2 separate regions of the Zea mays genome follow, and region 1 is linked to region 2. Evidence: chromatin contacts called from public Hi-C data. All regions are on one chromosome and are shown on one strand. Each heading gives the region's core, a stretch centred on a gene start, on an enhancer-like site or on the middle of the called end of the contact. The rest is flanking DNA. Distances are from core to core; before and after follow the strand shown.

Evidence for each region. Hi-C and Micro-C count contacts between places; a contact is called where the count stands out from the background.
Region 1: a contact with region 2 is called in a Hi-C map of leaf mesophyll, with 4 times the contacts expected there. The contact joins the promoter of LOC100193751 here to the promoter of LOC100501891 in region 2. A contact is called at or near these places in 2 of 25 Hi-C or Micro-C datasets (ear and leaf mesophyll).

The regions. Positions count from the first base shown.
Region 1 is chr2:768,152-775,221 of Zm-B73-REFERENCE-NAM-5.0, forward strand. It overlaps LOC100193751, which reads right to left and starts at 4,569. Exons shown (of 1, transcript NM_001399094.1): 1 at 3,529-4,569. The coding sequence starts at 4,490. The coding sequence ends at 3,597. LOC100501345 (pentatricopeptide repeat-containing protein At3g51320) reads left to right here. Exons shown (of 5, transcript XM_020547962.3): 1 at 1-1,155; 2 at 1,259-2,564; 3 at 2,662-3,070; 4 at 3,167-3,225; 5 at 3,308-3,499. The coding sequence starts at 84. The coding sequence ends at 1,839.
Region 2 is chr2:104,957-111,917 of Zm-B73-REFERENCE-NAM-5.0, forward strand. LOC100501891 reads right to left here and starts at 2,479. Exons shown (of 12, transcript NM_001196530.2): 1 at 2,229-2,479; 2 at 1,994-2,089; 3 at 1,094-1,299; 4 at 772-1,002; 5 at 467-605; 6 at 173-385. The coding sequence starts at 2,369.

The sequences.
Region 1 (7,070 bases), core at 3,319-5,818, 670 kb after region 2:
GGCATCAAGGGGCCTACTGGTCGGCGAGACAAAATCCTGAGACGCTTAAACCCCATGGCGCCACTGGCCCGTGTTCTCCACTGATGGTGGACACCTCCACCTCCCCCCATTCCGCCGCCGGCGGCGGCACCATCATCGACGACCTCCACGGCTTCCTCCGCCACCGTCTACGCACCCACTCCTCCGTCCTCTGCGCCCACGCCTTCCTCTTCCGCCGTGGCCTCCTCCTCGGCCACCCCGTCCCCGCCGGCCTCCTCCTCACCGCCTCCGCCTGCTCCGCCGCCTCGCCGCCCGCTCACATCCTCCGCCTCCTTCGCCACCTACCTCCTCCCCTGCCGCTCTTCTCCCTCGATGCTGCACTCCGCGCCCTAGGCCCTCGCATCCCTTTCTCCGCCCTCCTCTCCCTCTTCGCGGCCCTCCTCCGCTCCCACCACCCGCTATTCCCCGACCACTTCTCCTTCCCGCCTCTCCTCTCTGCTGCCGCCTCCTCCACCTCTCCGCGGCTCCACTTCCGCTCCGCGCTCGCTCTCCACGGGCAGCTCCTCCGCCGCGGCCTCCTCTTCTCTTCGCCGCCCCACGCCGCCAACGCCCTCTTCCACTTTTATGCCACTGCCGGCGGCATCTTGTCCGCCCGCTACCTGTTCGACGAAATGCCATTCAGGGACATCGCGTCCTGCAACACCCTGATGACGGCCTTAGCCAGAACACCCAGTGGCTTGGATGCCGCACGCCAGGTTTTTGAGGGAATGCACTTGAGAAATGTGGTGTCATGGAACGTCATGATTAACGGATACGTCAAGGCGAAGCAGCCTGAGCAGGCACTGGAGGTGGTCCGGTGGATGGCAGAGGTAGGAGTTAGGGGAACGGCAATAACCATGGTTGGGGCAGCCACATCATGTGCTAGGCTGGGGAGGTTGGGGGCTGGGAGGGAGGTGCACTGTGCGTTTTTGCGCCGTTTTGAGGATGATAACCTGTTGGTTTGGACTGCATTGATTGATATGTATGGCAAGTGTCGGAGGGCTGGGATTGCGAGGAAGGTGTTTGATCAGCTCAGAATGAGGAACCTGGTATGCTGGAACGCGATGATCATAGGGCACTGTGTGTATGGTGAGCCTGTTGATGGGATCAAACTGTTCCAGCATATGATTGCACTAGGTGGGTTCAGATTTCCAGGATTAGTTCTTCAGGAAGCAACATATTGCTACATTTGCGTTTTTCAACTCTTTCTATATATCTAACTCCTTTGCTGCCTTTTCAGGGAATGTGCAGCCAGATGGAGTCACTTTCATTGGTGTTCTCTGCGCCTGTGCCCGTTTAGGCCTCTTGGAGGATGGAAAGGCATATTTTGAGCAGATGAACACCACATACAACTTCAAGCCGACATTTTCGCACTACTGGTGCATGGCTAATCTGTATGGGAGTGTTGGGCTTCTGGAAGAAGCCGAGGGCCTCTTACAGAATATACCAGAGGATCTGAAGGCACGCGCATTGGGTGGTTTGCTTGGGCTGTGTCGGTTCCGGAGGGATTGGAGACTTGGGGAACGTATAGCTCTCAGGTTGATTGAGCTTGAACCAAGTAACAATGCTCACTATGCCCTGCTTTGCAATGTGTACGCTGCTGCAGGGAGATGGGAAGAAGTTCACAGGGTGAAGGCTATCATGAAAGAGAGAGATGAGAGGTTCAGCCCTGGACATCGTCTGGTAAACTTAAATGAGATTGTTGATGAATTCAAAATTAGGGAGAGGCAACCTGAGAATCAGGAGATATATTTCATCCTGGACGACTTGGTCTCAAAGCTGAAGCTTGATTGCAAAGAAAAGGAGAAAAATGATTTTTGAATAAAATAACTCAAATACACACCTGGGGATCATTTTGGTGCTGCACAGGTTTCGAATGGGCAGCTTCAGGAGGTTAAGTTAGGTTGGGTATGAAGTGGTGCATCTTCAGATGTGTCATTTGTGCAGAACCACTCTCTGATTATGTAGTTGCTAAAATGCTTGGCATCAGTAGTTGGTAGTTGCCAAAAGTGACAATTATGGTACGGTTGAGATGGACAGGAAGAACGAAGAAGTAACAAGCCATGGGAAGCAAAGATAACCTTTCTGTTATTGCCCTCTAACACAAACTGAACATTCTCTAACAAGAACACAAGTATTTTCTGCAAAAGTTTTGGTCAATTGATACCTCAGTCCTTTTTCTAAATGTGTCCGACTGTCCGTGCCTTGTACTATCTTGTGCTTGGGATCTGGCCTTGAGAATAAGATTGCATATTTGCGTGGAGGTAATACTTGGGTTTTGACAGTAGCTAAGTTACCCTGGTATATGTCTTCAGGTATTCAGCCTGTCAGGTACAAGTATTTCTGAAGACCATAGATTAACACTTGAGTTAGACAAGTTGACCACTGTCCTCGCTGGCTTTGTTACTGGGATGGTAGAACCGCTAGTTGACATTCTTTGGTGGCTTATCCTTTTATCTTCTTCCTCACAATGTGATCTGGGGTGTGACTGTGAGTGTGTTATATGCTTTGAAGCACAAGAGAGACAAGTTTGACCTCAACTCAAGGTTACTATTATTCTTCAGAACTCTTTTATTTTTATAAGAGATTAATTTTCATCTATAAGCATCCTGAAAAGTGCTTTTCCTTTGGTTCGTGCATCAGGAGAGCTGGCTCTTGCTCTGCAGTTCTTGGCTTCAATCAATGGTGTCACAGGCTCCAAAGCCTTTGACGGAGTTACATATGTTCCTTGAACTCTCTGGTCGGATTTCTGAGATCTTTTGAGTTTATACCCTGAGATCTGAGAACACTGATAACTGGCATCAGTTGGAAATTTGTGTTCGTGGTGTTCTTCCTCAGCTGATGATATGGCATTTAGTTACTTTTTCTATAAGAAAATCTGAACTACTGTGGTGTCTTCCATTGTCATCAGTCATAAGAATTTATATCATTTCATGAACTGGACATTGTAATACCATCACGAAAGTTAGTGTCATTCCAGAGAATGGTGGGATTCTACAGCAAACCGGGAAGTTGTTCTGTCTCATTAGGAGAGCAACAGAGGGTTGTGATGGTCAGTATTTACTAGCAGGCCACCATTATTTTGCTATCTTTTATTTTATTTTATACACCGTTAGATATCTGAAAGTCACTGTCTTATTTTTGTCAGGCTCATTGTTTTTCCACCATCCTAGCTCCCAAGTGTGGTATCATCGACGAGTGCCTCAAGTAGGTATTCTATGACACTGCTCTTTATTTTCTATTTTCCTTTCTCTTTGCTGATCAACCGTTGTACTCGATTGCAGTGCAGGCTGCTAGTGTTGATGTAGAAGAACATTCATCATCTGTACAGGCCTGCAACTAACTAACATGGCACGCCCGTGGTCACTTCTTCACAACATACCCTATACTGTTAGTCAAAACTGTAGGCTGCTCGGAACAAACTGGCGGCGGCGGCGATAGCGGCTGCTGCTGGTGCTGACTGCTGAACAATCATCATCCCGTAACAGAAACAGAAGAGCAAATTAAGAATTTAAGTAATCAAAGAATCGTTATTTCTCTGTTTGGGAGGCTGTGTACTGTACACGAACAAGAAGAATTCAGTTTGGGAGCTCGAGGCCGTAGAGCACGCCGGCGCACGGCTCCAAGCTGCCTTCCTTGGGGAAGTAGATCCTAGCCATCTCCCGGAAGGTGTCCCAGGTGAGCACGCTGTCGGACGCTGCCTGGTGTCCTTGGCCCGCTGCGCGGCGCACCCGGAGCGCGGCGGCGACGCGCTCGAGGCCGCCCAGCAGCGCGACCTCGCCGTGGGAGGCGCATGCGACCCTGGCCATGTGCTTGACGTCGTAGACGGCGGCGCCGAAGTAGACGCGGACGTAGCGCAGGAAGTCCGGGAGCGCCCTTGGCAGCTTCCGTCCCATGAGCAGCTTGACGAGGTAGGCGAAGTCATAGGCGGAGCTGAAGGTGACCCACGCGACGGCCGGGTTGCAGATGAGGCCCGACGAGGCGAGCAGCGCGGCGAAGGCGCGCGCGGGGACGCCCCTGGCGCGGTGGGCGGCGAGGTCGAGGCCGCTGGCGGCGAGCAGGCGGACCGAGTCCGGCGCGTGGCGGTGCACGCGCGGGTCGAAGCCGCGGAGGTTGATCTGGAAGGCGAGCGCGGGCGGGGAGCCAGGGGACGGCGCCAGGGCCAGGCCGACCTGGATGAGGTGCAGCGCGTCGACGTTGGACTTGAGCAGGGCGTAGCGCTGCGGCGCGGTGAGCGTGGAGTGGTGGACGGCCGGGGGAGGGTGGTGGATGACGCCCGGGAACTCCGTGTCCATGGACACGTAGGGGAACCGCTCGATGGCGGCGCGGATGAGCTTGAATTCGCGGTCCACGTTGTCCGCCCACACCTGACGGATCTCAAGGGGATGGTGGTGGTGGCGGTGCTTCTGCTGCTGCTTCGGCCTCCACCCGCCGGCGCCGCCCACCTGGACCTCGACCTCGACTGAAGGCATGTTAGTGGCAAGGCTTGTTGCGCACTTCTACTTGTGCAGGTTCCGATCCGATGACTGCCGCCGAGACGCGAAGGCTCTAGAGGAGGCTGGAGCGATGGTGGTGGCATGTTGCTGTGGCTGCCGAGGTTTTATAGGGAATGGATCGGATGGAGGAGGGAGGTGTGCAGTGCAGGGCCGGCAGGAGGGTGCGAGGAACGGGAGGACCGGAGGAGGAAGCCGGCGCGCGCGTGGAGATCCGTGCGGCGACAGGGATCGACGGTGGGTGGACGCTGCACAACTTGCACGCGTTTAATTATGGCGTGGCGTGGCGTGCGGTGCGGGGAGAAAAATTGTTAATGATTGGGCCCGATCCGACCAGCAGGCACCGCACCACCAGCTGGACTCACTGGCCTGTTCAACCGACTGGGTCTGGGTCTCCCGCCGCCGTTGCCGGGAACGCGGCGGCGTCGTGTGCTTTTTACACGGTCTTGCTTTCGCCTTCCCCGTGGAAATTGCGCCGTCCCCCGTGCGCGTACGTACCACTCGTTGACTAGCCCCCGTCTCCTCTGGTGGGCTTGGGCAGTCCACGGAGGGCAACACCGCTATCCATACACCGTACTCCTACATGTGATGTGACGTGGCAAACTAGTTAGGTCTTGTTCGGTTAATCCCGTTACTCCTGAGATTGAAAAAAAATTAAGAAGGAGATTGACTTATTTGAGATTTAAATCCACCCAATCCCAATCAATCCATGTGGATTGAGAGCTAACCGAACAAGCACTTAGTTGGATTAGTAAATCCATTAGATCGATTTTGAAGACTTAATGTAGTTTGCTGAAATAGTTTTGCAGATGGATTGAAGACTTAATTGTCAGAAAAGAAGGTGGGTTGTTTGAGAATATAGAAGATAATCTGAAAATGTTTGATATTCCACCTAGCTTTTGTGTTCTTTTTCTACGGACAAAGAAAAACTTCGATGATGACGATTTCACATTAAAGGAGAGGTTTGATAGTGGACAGAGCAGGGCACATTACGTATTCATGCCCTTGTGTAATGAGGGTCATTGTTCATGTTATAGAATGGTAGTGCAAGGGTCCAATATGACATTGCCTAAGGTTTTGGTGGAGAATGGATATAGAAGGTCCTTTGATGGTCTTATAGTCGATGAACAACAATATAGAACCAATGAAGATGCAACACCAGACAACCTAGGAGCCACTTAAGGTTTCTCTAATGAAAGTTGGTGAATCAATTCATTGTTCAGGAAGCTTCTCAACAATAGCTTTTGACATTGGTTCATATGGGCAATACAGGTGGGAGGAAAAGATTGTTGATGATGATAACAACAATTCATATGATTCTGAAGAAAAGGATTACAATTACGAAGAATGTACCTCAACAGAGGGACTCAACTGTTACTTAGGATCGATGGATGATAGAGTGGTCATAGATATGTCCATTCATACTCATGGTTAGTGAGTACACTTCATGTGAGAGGTTAGGCGAAGCACAACAGTACATTCACCTAAGCCTTGCATAGCTACTAATATGTGACAATTAAACTCAATAAACATTGATTTTTGTGGCATTCCACACTACAGGGACATTCGAATGACAGGTAAGGTCATTCACGACACCAGTCTACAATTATGTAAGAAATAATCATACGACCCTTGGGATGGGACAATTAGTAGCATGGTATTCAATACATTGTCTATGTTCAAGCCCTTTCTTCAGGACTATATGGTGCATCACCATAGACCAGTACACATTCAAATCAAAATAGGAGTTACTACATGGTATGCAAGAAAGGTTGTCTTTGGAGGGTTTGAGATCATAAGAAGTCCATTGATGGAAAATGGAGGATAACGAAAGTGGTTCAACCACACACATGTCTAATAAATAAGGGAAAGAGTGCATTCTCATCTCATGGCACATTATCTAGCCAGTCACATATTGGGCCTCATAGATGAGGATACAATATTTCTATGGTGGTGTTGATTTGTTTCATAGTGGGCTTCAAAGGTTACACTCTTAAGCATGAAAATAGTTTGGCATGTGAAAGGGAAATAGGGATTAACCTTTTCCTATAAATAATTTTGGTGGTTGAATTGCCAACACAAATAATTGGACTAACTAGTTTGATCTAGATTATATATTCTACAGGTGCATAAAGGTCCAACACAATCCAATAAAAGATCAAAGTTAGGGTTCAAAAGAAAGGAGCAAAAGAAACCGAAGAGTACCCTGGTCTGGCGCACCGGACTGTTCGGTGTGCCACCGGACAGTGTCCAGTGCACCAGGGTCGTACGACTCTGAACCTTCACCTTTGGGTTTCTCAGGCGTCGCTCCGCTATAATTCACCATACTGTCCGGTGTGCCACCGGACTATCCGGTGCACCAGCGGAGCAATGGCTATCAGCGCAACGGTCGACTGCACAGTGCCCCTGACAGCGCTACAGTTTGTGGCAGAAGTCAGAGCAGAGGCCAGAGGCGCACCGGACAGTGAACAGTGCCTGTCCGGTGCGGCACCGGACTGTCCGGTGCCACCAGAAGTCAGTGCTCCAACGGTCGACTCCGTCAGAACCCTAACGGTTGGG
Region 2 (6,961 bases), core at 1,229-3,728:
CTGATAACCAAAAATTTTAGGGACGGCTAAAGGATTTTAACACTCAGTTTAGCCCAAATGGACGTTGACTATAAGGGAAGCATGCAAAGTGTGCTGATATCGATGTGCACTAAAGAGAAATGGTTGGCAACTGAAATACGCCACTGTAGCTATGACAGAATCAGATATTTACCTCTGTTTGAAGCTCGCACATTATCTCGTACATGTCTAACAGAACAAAGAGTTTCTCTGGTGATCGTTTACTCATAGCAATAGCCTCTCCAAAACTGAGTAGTGTAGCCAAACTGTTCTTTGTTATTGCAGCAAAGCACTTATCCCTCAACGATTGACTGCACTCAAAAACTTGGTCGCAAAGTTGGCGCTCCCCAGCAAAAAGAAGTTTAACCTGTCTCAAGCAGAGGCAAATGTCACCAGAGCAATGCTATACCATAACAGAAGACCTGAGGGAGGGAGGGAAATTACTTACAGCAATTCGCATGAAATGAATCCAATTCCCTATTTTAGACTCCAAAATTTCCCACGGCATTTTCTGCACTTCATCTTTGCTAAGTTTTTCAACGCCCAAGTTCTTCAGACTTGATTCTAAAGCTGAAGAACGAGCTTCACTGCACATAAAAGAGAATATGCTTCACTAAGTCACTCCATCAGGTACAACTGTACTGCATCTCTTAGAGTCTTAGCAGACACAACAGGGGCACACAGAAACGAGAAAAGTTTTTTGCATGCCGATAACAATAGAAAGTGCAAAACTATCAGTGTAAATCATTGTACCTATATATTTCTGAGCATTGCTGTTGGCATCCAGCTTGAACCAACTGTTGTGCTAATTTAGAGAGTAGTGGAACAAACTTTGGCTCAATAAGAGCAGGAGGACTATATACAACAGCCTCTGGGTTTTGCTGATTCTCGGATGGGTTTTTCCCACCTTCGGGCTGAGATTCAGACGATGGTCGAAGTGTACTTGGAAGACAATCAAAAAGACGATCAGGCTCCATCGGTTTGCTGAAATCAGTTAGGAGGGTGCACAGCGCAAGGATTAGGTGTGTTTTAGATAGCAAAATGATCAATTACGAATTAATAATGAGACACAAACCTGCGCTGGGATAATTGATTCTGGAATTCACCCTCCATCCTGACAAGGGCCTTAGAAAGGAGCGCGTTTACGTGGTTGAGCACCCCATCGCTACTACGGTAACTCCGATTTGAACTAAAGAAACGCTCAATACTTCTCAAGCGATCAACTGCATCTAGGAAACCTTGAAGGTTCTCATGCGGCCCCTTCTGTATTTCACGCTCTGCCTGTACATATAACAAGTGAAGTAAAGGACATGCTCACAAACAAAACAACCCATCACAAAATAAATAAATAAATAGATAGATAAAATACTACATCCATTAATTTTTTAGATTGCCATTTAGGTGATCAACAGGGTCTCGAACAAGCATGTTGGATCATTGCTTCTCACCACTGCTTTGCAAAGTTGGTACAAATTTGATGGCTTAATAGCATTTTTTTATGATAAATGCAATAATGGTTTAATCTGTGTTACTCACTCAGCCCATAAATTTACGTCATACTGTAGGATGAGAAAGTCTTCCATAGTATATTTTGACCATAGATTTCTCCTACGGTGCATTGTCAATTATTACAAAAACGAACATAATCTTAAAAGTAATTCCAATATGTTGCAACTTTCACGCAATAAACATGTATCTAATGTAGTGATTGTCGGTCAAATTTTGCAAAGGTTGGTTGGTTGTTGTTTCATTTCAACACAAATATGCTTTCACAATGGAGGGGCTACTGACCAAGTTCATAAACTAACTTTTACGGCTCTCATCGCATCTAATAATACAACCAATGTCCAAATTCGCTCCCAACTGTTGTTGTAGGCTAGATTAAACTGCAGGTCCGACTTGCAAGTACGCGGGGATGCACATAGCGTGAAACTCAATCGACGAGCATGGGAGGAGTGAAGTTAGGAGGAAGCACCTCTCGGGTCCTGTCGAACTGGGTGAGGATCACATCCGCGGAGCGCAGCGTGCGGTCGATGTTCTCGTGCGCGGTCCGAACGGCGTGCGTCCTCACCTGCGCCCAGACGAAGCAACGGCAGAAGCAGCAGCAGCATCAGAGCACCAATCCAGAGGCAGTGACGCGGGGAGCCCTAGCAGTAAGATCAAGAGAGACGAAGGCGGCGCCGAGCGAACGAGTGGGTGAGGAGGCGCACCTGGATGGGGCGCATGGCGGAGTCGAGCGCGGTGAGGCGGCTGTCGAAGGAGCCGAGTATGGAGACGACGGCGTCGGTGACCTGCTGGCTCTTCTGCAGCGACTCCCGCAGCAGCGCCGCGCGCTGCGCCAGGCTCTCCATCTCCACCGCCGCCACCCTCTCCCCGGACTCCGGACGCACAGAGAGACGGTTTCGAGGAGAGGCGGATGGATCTGGAGGAGGAGGGGGAGTGAAAGGGGGGCGGTTTCGCCGGTTTGGTTGCGCAGAGCGGACGACAAGGACAGGGTGGGTGTGGGAGAGCAGGGGGGGAGGACCCCACGGTGGCGCCCGGAGCAAGCGAGGGCGGCCGCGGGGGGAGCGAGCAGTAGCAAGCACACCCAATTGCACAAGAAGCAGTTGGCGTTGGCGTTGGCAAGTGAAAAGAGAGCGAGGAGAACGGAACGGGCTGCGGCGGCGGCGGCTGCGGGCTGCCTGTCTGTCCTCCTGCTGTCCAGCTTGGACCGACTGGCTGTGGAATATTCTCTTCTCACCGACATGGTCGTCCCGTCGCTCCCGGTTTTGTATAGGCGGGCGCAAAGTTTTACTTTTCTTTTACCATCCACCACGCTACGCTGTTTCGTTTACTATTTTTCCAAGGACTTTATGCGAGTGGTTTTACTGCTACGAAACGATCAACACAAGAAATAAAATTTGAGGAAACTTCTTTTTCTCGGAAAAATAAATAGGATGTATGCAAGAGTCAAGAGACATGAGTAGTTGAGAAAACTAATCCTAAAGCTAGCTAGGAGCAGAACCCTGCTTAGGGGCCAAGATACGGAAAGTTCTTGCTTCACGTGACTTTTCAAAGTCCACGCTCATGTAAAGTTGCCCATTGAGCAACGAAACCATCCATGTTCTCAACTCCCAAGGGGTTTTGAATTCAGCAATTTTCACCCAGATGAGATGATAATGCATTCCACATTTCCACTTCTTGACGAATAAGAGAAATTATCTAGATTTTTATCATTGTGGGCACATACGGCATAAGTAAAGTACTTAAAAAGAAGAGCTTCCAAGAGAGTGAGGGCATCGGAGAGCGATGTGTTGAATCTGGGCAGGCACGAATAGTTTAGGGATATTTGGACCACAGGATGTGTAATACCATATATTCTTTTGTTATCCATCGATTGATAAACCACAATACGAAGAATATTATAAGCTTATAACACAACTCAACGTCATGACCTTCTAACTTCTTTTTTACCTCTTGGTTTTGGTGGAAATTATAACCTCTTAGGTTGTAATCCACATACATGTCTTACCCTCCGTGTGGAGTGAATTCAACTAAATCCCTTAGATCCTAATATATAAGGCCCCTAACACTACCCTCTCTTTTTATAGTGCAAGTGAGAGAGAAGTTACATTAATCGGACCTTAGATTCGATCAACTAAGACCCATCTGAAAGCATATAGGTAATGATGGATCTAATGATGGGACGGGGTGGGGATCCAACCCTCACTAAAATTTAAAACATACATAGTATGGTCTCATGTGTATTTTATGGTTTTTATCGTTTATCGACATTTTAATATAACACTACTTCAATTTTTTTAATATAATATTATTTCAAACTATTATATATGTCTAATGTGAGTGGTTTAGTGAGATTATATTTTTGTAATGATTTAATTCATTCCCTTCTAAACTTTTTTCTAGCCACGTCCTAGCATATAAGCCTTAAGTGTTTTGGTGATTAATAAATAACATTATTGTGACTAATTGTGTTTTTAGAGGTAAATTTGAGTTAGGTCACAATAATGAACGGTGTTTTGGGCAATGTATGGTTCATATGCCCCTGCTTATGGAATTTGTTTGCGGGTTTTAGAAAGGACGAAGGGCAAGGTTAATGGTAGACTAGTTCTAAGTGTTGATAGACACTTAGAGTAGTTTAAGACTTTGTTGTTTCTTTAACCATACTATAAATGGGTTTGTGAACCAGTAGCTCGATCTATACAAGTCTAATGAGTTTAGTGTGGTGCACACTAGTTCTCTTTTGCTATAGGTGGCTTAGTAGATGCCCAAAACTAGTAAGGATCAAAACCTAATTCTAAAGTTTCAAAAATGAACAAGTTAAAAGGTTTTTTGAGGCATCTATGATACATGGTTATTAGACCATAGTAGTTCGACAATACAATGGGTCTGGTGGTTTATGTGATCAGACTCGTGAGTTTCAAGGATGTGTCGGACTAGTCCGACGACATGTGTAGGACCATACAGCGGAACGATTTTAGCTAAGGTTTTAGCTACATGGTCATTGGACTTTTGTGAACAATTGCTTCATAGCACCAAAGTGTATGGGGCTCCACCGAGCATTGCATAGTAAGAGTGCATCTAGCCCTCTTGTGGGTTTTGGTGATTTGGATAACAACACAATTAAATAATTGTCTAGTTTGCTAAGTGTTGAACAGGAAAGTTAAAGAAGCAATCATGATTCAAAATAGTCAAGAGGCAAAGTTTAATATGAAAATGTCTCATATACACGGATTTCTCATGATAGAAAAGTATAAAGGATCAACATTAAGCAATGATGGTGATATCCCATAGTCAAGGTCATTTGGATATATGGAGATGGGATATTTCATGAAGATCAAAAGACAAAAGACCATCTATTAGATAATCAGTTATTAAAGGATTCGATGTACACTAAAGAGATATGACTTAAGAAATGCTTGGTTAAATGGAGAAGCAAGTACTTGCACTTAGTCAAGTGACCAGTCAAGCCAGATAGAAGTAATACAAGGATGAGTGATCTTTGTTGATAGAGATTGAAGTAAATGAGAGGAAGTGTCAAGCCAAAATGAATAGGATGTAAGGAATCGTAAATTGGTTTGACCATAATGATGTTGGTCCATATATGTTTCTATGAGAATCAAACGGAAGCTTGACTAATCTTAACATTCATATCTAGCTAACATTCAATCAAGGTTCACAATATTGAGTAAATGAATTTTCAATGGATGCTCAATGTAATGTGACTTAGAGGCAGTATGATAATGTGAAGACAGGAAAGGGAAGGACTTCAAGGGGCTAAGCAAAAGAGAAGGTCAAGCGGATGGCTTGTGAACTGATGTATCAAGACTAAGGTGAATAAGAGAGTACTTGCAAGATATCGATTGTGAAAATCATACAGTGATGAAGAACACAACATTAGAATCAGATTGTGAAGAGTCATACATCTCTTGCCTCTCCAATTTCAAATCTTTGAAAAGAAATCTTTGGGTGAATGTAACACCCCAGGCGTTTATCATCTGCTCGACCACTAGTGCGGACGTTAACATGTGATAGCTGTGAATGTAAAGGTCACTAATTTTTAATCAACCTCGTTTATCACGATTTTGATATCGTGTCTGCCTCCGTCTGTCTAAATTTTTCCAAATCTATTTCTTTTAAAATTCAGCCTTTAGTAATCTTCGGAACATCGAATCCAGTATCGTTTGGGTTGAGCCCTCGACGTCTTGCCTAAACTATAATTTTTGAAATCAAATGTAGCTTCTTAAACTTCATTTGAAATTCTTTCACGCTTGCGTTGCACGTGTCTCTCTGTGGCCTGACATCGTGACGCATGTGGCGGGTGCTAACCGACGTCTGGACAGCGCCCAGTCTCTTGCCCCGTGAACGATGCGTGACGTCGCTACCGAAAGAATCACACTTTCGATGTCGCATTGATCTCGCTTATTTATTTCGCGATATGTCGAGTCTTGTGCCTGTTTAAAATTTATAGATTAAGAGAATACGAATTCGGAAGCCCGACCCACACTGATGATTTTTATCCCGAACAAACTAAACAGAACTCGACGACTAAAGTTTTTAGATATAAAGTAATTTAGTCCCTTCTCGTCAAGCGAGACATAGTGTCTGAAATCATGGTTGGTTTCCAGCAAATTATCCTCGACGGAAGGATTAGGTGTCGAGTTGCAGATGAAGTTATCTGATTTTAAGTCGTATGAAATATAGTTTAAAATATCGGTCTCAATCTCATTTGGCTCAGTCTGTTTGCATCTTATTCGAACACGATATTATCTGAGACAGAGAGATGAACGTTTGATTTTATTGTAGATAATACTAGATCCAAAATTATAATCCAATAATATTTTAGTTTAGTCCATTCTCATTGTGTCGACACCCTAATTCCAAAACCATATGAACCAGATTTGTAAAGATGTTTATTGTAAAAAATAATGGAGAAGATAAATCCAATTGTTGATTAAACCAACGTGTGACCCTCACCTCTATCCCCATCGCCAGCACTACTGCTGCGTGGCTCAAATTCCAGAATCGAGATCGTCATCCTCCCACGCGTCTCTCTCTCCCAGGCTTCAATCTTCAGCCGCCGCTTTTCTATTGGATATTTTTACTCACACCGTTCAACAGGTGCCTGAAAATCAGCCTCACGTCTCTTTCTCCCAGTCTGTTTCTCCCAGTCTGTAGCAGCCACCCAGCTCCTTGCGTCTTCCATGGTCGTACCCTCTGCTCTTCCCCATGGCGTCTCCTTCTCTGGTTGCAGCTGTGGAACAGCAGCTGCCGTTGTCCCTCCCTGGCTCTAGCTCTCCAAGCCGATGCTGCTCGCTGCCCGTCTCCAAGCTGACGCCCCAACCATGGCTGCCTCCCCCACACCAGCACCTTCCCCCTGGCCGAGCTTGTCCCTGCAGCATGGATGTTGTCCCCCTCTCCACGCTAGCAGCAAGCAGTGCCC